Linked DNA regions of Callithrix jacchus: region 1 is linked to region 2. The links are chromatin contacts, called in public Hi-C maps. All regions are on one chromosome and are shown on one strand. The core of a region is the stretch at or near the end of the contact, and the rest is flanking DNA. Distances in the headings are between cores, read along the strand shown.

The links. A called contact is a pair of places that touch in the nucleus more often than the background predicts.
Region 1: a contact with region 2 is called in a Hi-C map of skeletal muscle, with 2.5 times the contacts expected there. The contact joins the enhancer-like site here to the promoter of NUP188 in region 2. A contact is called at or near these places in 2 of 3 Hi-C or Micro-C datasets (induced pluripotent stem cells and skeletal muscle).

The regions. Positions count from the first base shown.
Region 1 is chr1:177,583,332-177,587,514 of calJac240_pri, forward strand. It overlaps NUP188 (nucleoporin 188), which reads left to right. Exons shown (of 44, transcript XM_017976636.4): 38 at 1-83; 39 at 1,075-1,149; 40 at 1,231-1,458; 41 at 1,570-1,701; 42 at 1,950-2,023; 43 at 2,149-2,278; 44 at 2,422-3,010. The coding sequence ends at 2,598. It overlaps SH3GLB2 (SH3 domain containing GRB2 like, endophilin B2), which reads right to left. Exons shown (of 15, transcript XM_078329132.1): 15 at 3,935-4,183. Among named protein-coding and RNA genes, the nearest start is that of SH3GLB2, 21 kb to the right of the region's middle. Within about 2 kb of position 1,725, at least 4 of the 16 cell types and tissues checked have an H3K27ac peak or open chromatin away from gene starts, as enhancers often do. A contact at or near this core is called in skeletal muscle, where this site is marked.
Region 2 is chr1:177,528,548-177,532,669 of calJac240_pri, forward strand. It overlaps NUP188 (nucleoporin 188), which reads left to right and starts at 2,291. Exons shown (of 44, transcript XM_017976636.4): 1 at 2,291-2,343. The coding sequence starts at 2,312. It overlaps DOLK (dolichol kinase), which reads right to left and starts at 2,209. Exons shown (of 1, transcript XM_017976621.4): 1 at 113-2,209. The coding sequence starts at 1,892. The coding sequence ends at 276.

The DNA of each region.
Region 1 (4,183 bases), core at 475-2,974, 54 kb after region 2:
ACACCGTGGGCTTTATTCTGCAGCTCTCCAACTTCATGAAGGAGTGGCACTTCCACCTGCCTCAGCTCATGCGTGATATCCAGGTGGGAGCCTCAGATGGTGTCTTGGAGTCTGGGGTAATGCTTGGAGGCAGGGAGGCTGTGAGCCCTCACTGGGGCACCCCTAGTGAATTGCAGGATGTTCCTGAAGGTGGGCTTTTCGCTTGGAGAGCACAGGGTTTGGCATCATGTGATTACTCTGGCTAAATGTTTCCTTCCATAGTCAAGGGCAGCCATGTAGGTTAAGAACTTGGACTTTATCGGTTAGACCTTGGTCCAGATACCTTAAGAATACACCTGGGGCTGCATTATAGGCTCATACCTGTAATCCCAGCACTTTGGGAGGCCAAGGTGGGTGGATCACCTGAGGTCAGGAGTTTGAGATCAGCCTGGCCAACATGATGAAACCCCATCTCTACTAAAAATACAAAAATTAGCCATGTGTGGTGGCGCATGCCTGTAATCCCAGCTACTTGTGAGGCTGAGGCGGGAGAGTTGCATGAACCCCGGAGGCGGAGGTTGCATTGAGCCAAAATCGAACCACTGCACTCCAGCCTGGGCAACAGAGGGAGACTCCGTCTCAAACAAACAAACAAAAAAACAAAACACACCTGGAGCTGGGAAGCAGCTGGAGAAGGGGTGGGAAAGAAGACACACTCCAGGCTTCTGTCATCTGCTGGTTGTATGACCTTGGCCAAGTCACTACTCCACTATTTGTAAGTTTTTATCCTTTTCCTGAGAAATGGAATCAGCTATAATCCTCATCATCTTTATTTTAGGGGCTTAAAATATACCAGGCACCTAGCTGGGTCCCAGGGAAACAGTCCAGTCCTGAGCCCTGCTGGCCCCTGAGTACCTGGCGGCTATAAGGGCTTTTAAGCTGGAGAGTAGCCAAGGGAGCATGAGGGAGGGAGGGAAGAGCAGCAGTGAGAGAGGAGCATGTGGGTGTTACGTGGAGAGCTGTTGGGTTGACCTAGTTGGGTGACTGGGCTGCTGCCAAGAGAATCCCTTCATATCCCTGCTGTCTCTCTCCCAGGTCAACCTGGGTTACCTGTGCCAGGCATGCACCTCCCTTCTGCACAGCCGAAAGATGCTGCAGCATTACTTACAGGTACTCGTCCTGCGCCGTGAGGGCCTGGGATACCTCACTCTGGCTTTCCCAGTTCCACCTTTATTTCTTGACTCTCCCCAGAACAAAAATGGGGATGGCCTCCCCTCAGTTGTTGCCCAGCGAGTCCAGAGGCCGTCTGCTGCTTCTGCTGCCCCTTCCTCCTCCTCCAAGCAGCCTGCCACTGACACAGAGGCATCGGAACAGCGGGCCTTGCACACAGTTCAGTACGGCCTTCTCAAGATCCTCAGCAGGACATTGGCAGCTCTGCGCCACTTCACCCCGGATGTCTGCCAGATCCTGCTAGATCAGGTACTGGCCGTCACCAGCTTAGCACCACTTCCGCTAACAGCTGTGCTCTGCTGTGCACAGAGAGAGCTGCCTGGGGCTTTAACTGAGTGATTGATGGCTCTTGTCTCACAGTCCCTGGACCTTGCTGAATACAACTTCCTGTTTGCCCTGAGCTTTACCACTCCCACTTTTGACTCCGAAGTGGCCCCCTCCTTCGGGACCCTTCTGGCCACAGTGAATGTGGCCCTCAACATGCTTGGAGAGGTAAGTTGGTGCTGTCAGCTGCTGTCCTCTCCCCCCAGCTTCCACTTCCCAGCCAACCTTGGGCATGGTACTAGCCTCCTGAGCCTGCTCCTCTCCATAAACTGAATATGACAGCACCATGAGAATTACTATGAGGATGAAATGAGGTAACTAATGGGATTTGTGTAGTACAGGACATGCTAGTAGGAGGCTGTCAGTAAGTGGGGCTGTTACTGTTGTCTTAGTTTTTTACCCTTGCTTCTCTTCAGCTGGACAAGAAAAAGGAGCCCCTCACCCAGGCAGTGGGGCTCAGCACACAGGCAGAAGGGACCAGGACATTAAAGTAAGCCCTTTTTCTAGGATTTGATAAGGGGGTGGGGCAGTGTCATGGGCTCACTATTCTGGCTAAATGGCTTGCACCTGCCAGCCTGGCCCTTTGCAGCAGTGCCAAAAACCTGCCTCTCCTAGGTCTCTCCTGATGTTTACCATGGAAAACTGCTTCTACCTGCTCATCTCCCAGGCGATGCGGTACCTTAGGGACCCAGCTGTGCACCCCCGGGACAAACAGCGGATGAAGCAGGAACTCAGCTCTGAGTTGGTATGGATGGATAGGGAAGGCTGGTTGGAGGGGGCTAGGCCAGTAGGACCAGAACCCTGTGGGGTCCTGCTTGGCATTCCCCAAGGGTTGGGAACAGTGGCTAGATGTGCTGAGCCTCACCAAGCCGCTTTTTTTTCTTGTAGAGCACGCTGCTCTCCAGCCTCTCGCGCTACTTCCGCCGGGGAGCCCCCAGCTCCCCTGCCACTGGGGTCCTCCCCTCACCGCAGGGAAAGTCCACCTCTCTCTCCAAAGCCAGCCCTGAGAGTCAGGAGCCTCTGATCCAGCTGGTGCAAGCATTTGTCCGGCACGTGCAAAGATAGGGTAGTGCTGTGTGCCCGCCTACCCCTCTCCACCAGCCCACACTGCACCCTGAGCAGTGGGGGTGCTGCCGGCTGCCAGGGCCTATACGGTGGAGGGCACCTCCAGTCACCCCCTCCCCGAGTAATCACGACTCCAACTACCTGCCTGCTGACGTTATTTTTATAATAGATCAAGAGGTCAACAGCAGGCGTGGGGAGCCGAGTCTTCTGTGCTCAGGCCCTCACGCTGCAGACGCCCCCTAGAGGAGCATTCCTGACCTTCCAGCATTCCCTACAGCACAGCCGGACGGGACAGGCGGCAGCCCAGGAGAGGCTCTATGCACGGGTTTCAAAATCTGTTTTCCACGCTGTCCTTACAGTTTTTTGGTAATACTGTGGTCTATTTATACAAATATTAAAAATCCTGTTTATAGACTGCTGTGATATTTAACCCCAAAGCCCAGGGATGACAACCTGGCTCTCAGAACCTAGAAAACTCCCCTGGCCAGGTGCCTAGGAGTGGGGCTATGGCTCAGGGGAGGCAGGGTATTGACTGATGGCCAATTCAGCATCCCTCATTCCTGTCCTTGGGCTGAGGGTTAGGCTGGGAGGTGGTATCAGATGTTCCCTTCCTTGGCCTGCCCTGGTCTTGTCTTGGGTTCTGCTTTTGTTGGTCCGGTGGGCTGAGCTCATTCCTGGGTGTAGCCTTTCTTGAAGCTCTGTGCCTTCCTATTTATAGCCCTGTACCCCCGTCATCCCCTCTTCAGGAGCCCCAACAGGGGGCCTACTAGCTATTGGTCTTCTTAGGACCAAAGTCAGAATCTTAGATCCTGCTAGGGGCCATCTAAAACACAGCCACCACTTAGGGTTTCTAGAATCAGGCTGGCCTGGGCTTCAGTCCCTGCTTGGCCGCTTGCCTGTTGTCTCTTAAGGTGATTGTCTTGCTGATGATCTCCTTCCCTCATCTGTGAAATGTGGACAGTGAGGATGGCATGAGAACCCATGGCTCTGGGACATGTCCCGGGCGAAATGCCTGACCTGCAGACAGCACTGATGACCACCCACTTCTTGAGCTTGAACTGTCAGGCACATTCTACAGTTCACTCCACAATCCAAAGGTAGGAAACTTTTTCTTAGGAATAAAACATTCCTCATGCAGCTTCATGTCCAGGAACAGCACTACCCTCGAGAGATGCAAGCCCTATGGAAGACAGGGAGGGCTGCACTTCCCAACTCAGAAAGCTGGGGCAGCCACAGGGCCCCTGCTAGCTCTGTGGATCACCCCACCCAGGAGGAGTGGGGCAGAGGGCAAGGCTACCCTTCCCCTGTCCAGCCCAGGCCCTGACAGGACCCCAGGTAACTCGCACACGAGGAGGCTTTATTGGCTAGAAAGCAAACAGGCAGAAGTAAAAACAGCAGATAAAAAGTGAGTGTAGAGAGATGGAGGCTGCGGCCACCAGACTTGGCTTGAGCTGTGAGGGGTGGGAGGGGAGGATAGCACCGGAAGATGCTGCTCCGGGCCCAACACCAGCCCTGGCCAGGCTCTCCCCTCCCAGGGGCAGTGCGCAGTCCCCAGGGGCTGCCAGAGCCCTGTGTGCCTTGCCGC
Region 2 (4,122 bases), core at 1,041-3,540:
ACCTGGGAGGCGGAGACTGCGGTGAGCTGAGATCGTGCCATTGCACTCCAGCCTGGGCAACAAGAGCAAAACTCCATCTCAAAAAAATAAAATAAAAATCAGCAAAACTAGAACCAGGAAAGCTCTGCTTTTTTATTTTAAATCTGAATCAACTGAAAAATCAAATCTGCTTTTCACAGTTTGGCTCTTCATGCCCAAGTAGCTGTCTGCTCTGGGGACTGTTTGCCCGTCCCATGTCTGTTTCCTCTGTCACTGCTGCTGCTGCACTGTAACAGCTAGGCCATCAGCAATATCAGGAGGTAGAGAGGCAGAAGGAGATTGTCTATTTGTGTGGTGTATGCTTCCAGGAGGGACACAGTGCTGATGGATCCCAAAATCCAAGCGTAACTGTAGTTAAGGTCCACTCCACTGTCAAAGATTAAGATCAGAGCTACAGAAATGATCTGTGCAAATATAGATGTCATGGTCCCCTCAAAAGTCTTTTTGGTTCCAGGCCAGCGGATCTCCCCCATGGTGCTACCGAAGATGGAGGCCACAGTATCACCCACACCCACGGCCAGGACACCAGCATAGGGGACGAGGGCCCTGGCTCCCCCCAGGCTACCCTTCTGTGTGCAGGGTCTGGGGATCAGCCAGATGGGAAGAGACATGCCCAGCAGCAGGTAGATGTGTGTCAGAATGAGTGGTCCACTGTCTCGTTCATCCAGAAAAAGGGACAGGAGGCTTCGCAGAGTGTGACCCAGGGGCTTGATGCGGAAGTAGCGCACATACTCGAGGAAGATGAAGACTGCCAGACATACAGTGGCGGCTACGTAGAGCAGTGGCCGGTCAAAGATGATACCTGGGATGTAGGTGGCTACCACGATGAGGTGGAAATACTTTCGGGCAATGGTGGGGGCCTGGTGCTTCTTGGACTCAGATGATGACCGCTTGGCATTCTGATATAGCACTACCAGGCAGGCCAAGGTGGCCAGCAGAGACCAATAGGCTAGGAGGTAGATCCGGGTATCTGTTTGGAAGAGGAACTGAAGCAGCCAGAGCAGGGGGTTCCTGCGGATGAGCCGGTGCAGCCAGGGCAGGACCACACCAAGGCCCAGCACACAAGTCATGAGGTGGAAGAAGATAGAGGAGGCCCAGGTGCCTGAGTCCATGAAAACAAAGAGAGTGCTGAAGAAGATGCCCATAAGTACCATCCCTACTACCACCACCAGCAGGAAGAAGTCCACTGGATCCCCCTGGCTTTCCACCAGTGTCAGAGAGCGCTTGATGAGCTGGTTGAGGACAAAGCTAATGCCACCCAATACCAGCAGTGCTTCGCCAGGGGTGAAGCAGCGGGGCAGCAGGTACAGCAGGATCATGTTGAGATAAACGAAGATCAGCAGGACTTCCAGGACTTCGATCACCTCCCCGACGCTCAGCGAGTGCTTCATGATATAAATGATAACACCTCCAGCCAAGCCCAAGATGACACAAGTGTTGGTTGGCACCGGGCGAGTGATGCCCAGCGCCAACACTGATGAGAACAGGGCCACTGCCATGCCAGTGGCTGCGACCACAATGCCAAAACGCTCGAAGAACGGGTTTCCTGCAGCCTGGCACCGCTCTTTCATGACTAGTCCAAACAAAGGCATGACCATGGAGGCGGGGAGTAGGCCACTGTTTGCGGACATTCGGAACTGAAAGACGGCGTTCCCCTGCTGCAGCAGCCGGTCCCACTTGTATTGGACGTAGAAGGCCTGCACTGCGAGGGCCACGGCGCACCACGAGTATCGGTCCCATACGGCTGCGTGGATGCTCAGCACCACTGCAAATACTACTGCCGTCTCTGCCAGCACCGATCCACTCAGCGGAGCCCCAGACCTCGGGGTCGGAGATGGGCACTCTCGGGTCATGTCTCTAGACCTGGGAATTCGCGGAAGCAGCAGTGACTAGCAACGCCCTAGACTTCGGGCCGCTCGGCCCCGCCAAGCAGAGGGAGGCACCTTCACCCGGCCAGCAACCTTCTCCCTCCGTTCTCCAGCAGCGAGGAGGGAGCTCCACGGCAGGTCACTCTCTGCGGCCTGGGAGCTGGCGCCCGGCCACCCCCCGCAGCCTCCAACCTACGGCGTAGAAGTCGCCACTCCACAGCCTTGCTCACAGCCACAGCCGACCCCGCTACCGGATCCTCACCTCTTTGGGCCTCGCCATCTTGGCACCGCCCCGCGCCAACGTCACGTGACGAAATCTCCGCCCACGCGCCCGGACCGGGGGGGCCAGCGGTCATGTGGGCACGGCGTCTGGGGGCGGGGTTAGGGCGCGCGCGCGCTCGAAGATGGCGGCGGCCGCCGGCGAGCCGTATGTGAGGTGCGGAGCGGGTCGAGTGGACCGGGGTGGCTGTGAGGCGCGGGGGTCAAAGCAGAGCGGAAGCGGGGCGGGAATTGGAGGCGGGATGTGGTGACGGTGGCAGGGCCAACCCCGGCTGGGTGGACGGGCGCCGAGAGGGTAGGCGGTTGTGTCCAAACGGTCCCCGCGCGCGGGGATCTGAAGAGTCTTTTTCAGGAGGGGGGCCGGCTCTTCACCCCTTCCCTCAGCGCTCGGCCTCCCATCTCCTCACCCAGGGGCCTTTGCCTTCCTCCCCTCTCGCCTCTGGCGCGTTCCTTGGCGTCCCATCCGCGCTTCCTCGTCCGGCAGTGACGCTCCCTCGAGGCACGACTGGGCGCTTCGCGGTCGCCTGGGGGACCCCCCCACCCACGTCTCCGCTGCGGGCTCCCGCTGTCCTGCCCCGGCGTCGGGTGCGCCCTGCTGGCTCCCCAGCCTGTCCCCAGCGATCTGCTCTTGTTAGGATTCTTTTTCGCGTTGCGCCGAGCCATGCTTGCGGTTTCTGCCCTCTCTTCGCGCCTGGAATCGTTCTTTTCTTGCATTGAATCAGTCAGTTAGCATGCCCAGATCCTCCAAGAGATTTCAGGGACTGAACTAGGCTTTAGGGACAAGAAGATGAAATATTATATACGAAACTATAATTCTCACAAAGTGCTTTCTAGCGCCAGATCCTGGTGGAGCGCTTCCCCTGAGTTATCTCATTCAATTCTCACAACTCTGAAAGGCGCCTTCTATTTCACAGATGACTCAGAAGTCCAGCTAGCCAAGTGATAAAGAGAGGATTCAGGCTGAAGTCTTTGTGACTCCAGTGCTATAACCAGACCACCACGCCTCCTTCCGTCTTCCACATTGCAGCTTGAAGGTGTTGGTGCATCCCACCACCCTCCCTTCTTAAAATTAAACATCCCTGTCGCTTATCCTTCCCTGTGCCAGCAGTGTTTTCCCTACTTTTTTTTGTTGTTGAGCCGGAGTCTCGCGCTGTCACCAAGCTGGAGTGCAGTGGCGCAATCTCGGCTCACTGCAACCTCCGCCTCCCGGGTTCAAACGATTCTCCTGCCTCAGTCCCTGAGTAGCTGGGACTACAGGCGCAGGCCACAACACCCAGCCAATTTGTGTATTTTTAGCAGAGACAGGGTTTGACCATGTTGGCCAGGATGGTCTTGATCTCTTGATGTCGTGATCTGCCCGCCTCGGCCTCCCAAAGTGCTGGGATTACAGGCGTGAGCCGTTTTCCCCACTTTTTTTGCTATGCTGTTCACTGCTGTATTCTCTCTCATTTTTTTTCCCTGAGGCAGGGTCCTGCTCTGTTGCCCAGGCTGGAATGAAGTTGTGCAGTATGGTTCACTACGTTATGGCTCACTCCTGGGCTCAAGCGATCCTCCCACCTAAGCCTCCAGAGTAGCTGGGACTACAGGTGTGCACCACCACACCTGGCTAGTTATTTAAAAATGTTTTCTTTCTTTTCTTGCTATGATGCCCAGGCTGGTCTCAAACATCTGAGCTCAGGTGATCCTACCGGCTTTCCAAAGTGCTGAGATTATAGGTGTAAGCCACCGCATCCGGCCACCACTATATTCTCAGCACCCAGAAGAGCATGTATAGGTTCTCAGTAAATATTTATTACACATATCGCCCATGCTGTCTGGTACCACTTCATTCACCTCTTAGCTGGAAGTGAGACCTCTTTGGAATTTCCATCGGACAAGGAATGAACTTCGTGAAGATCAGTTTGCTTTTTCCGCCCCTGCCCTGCCGTTTTCTGCC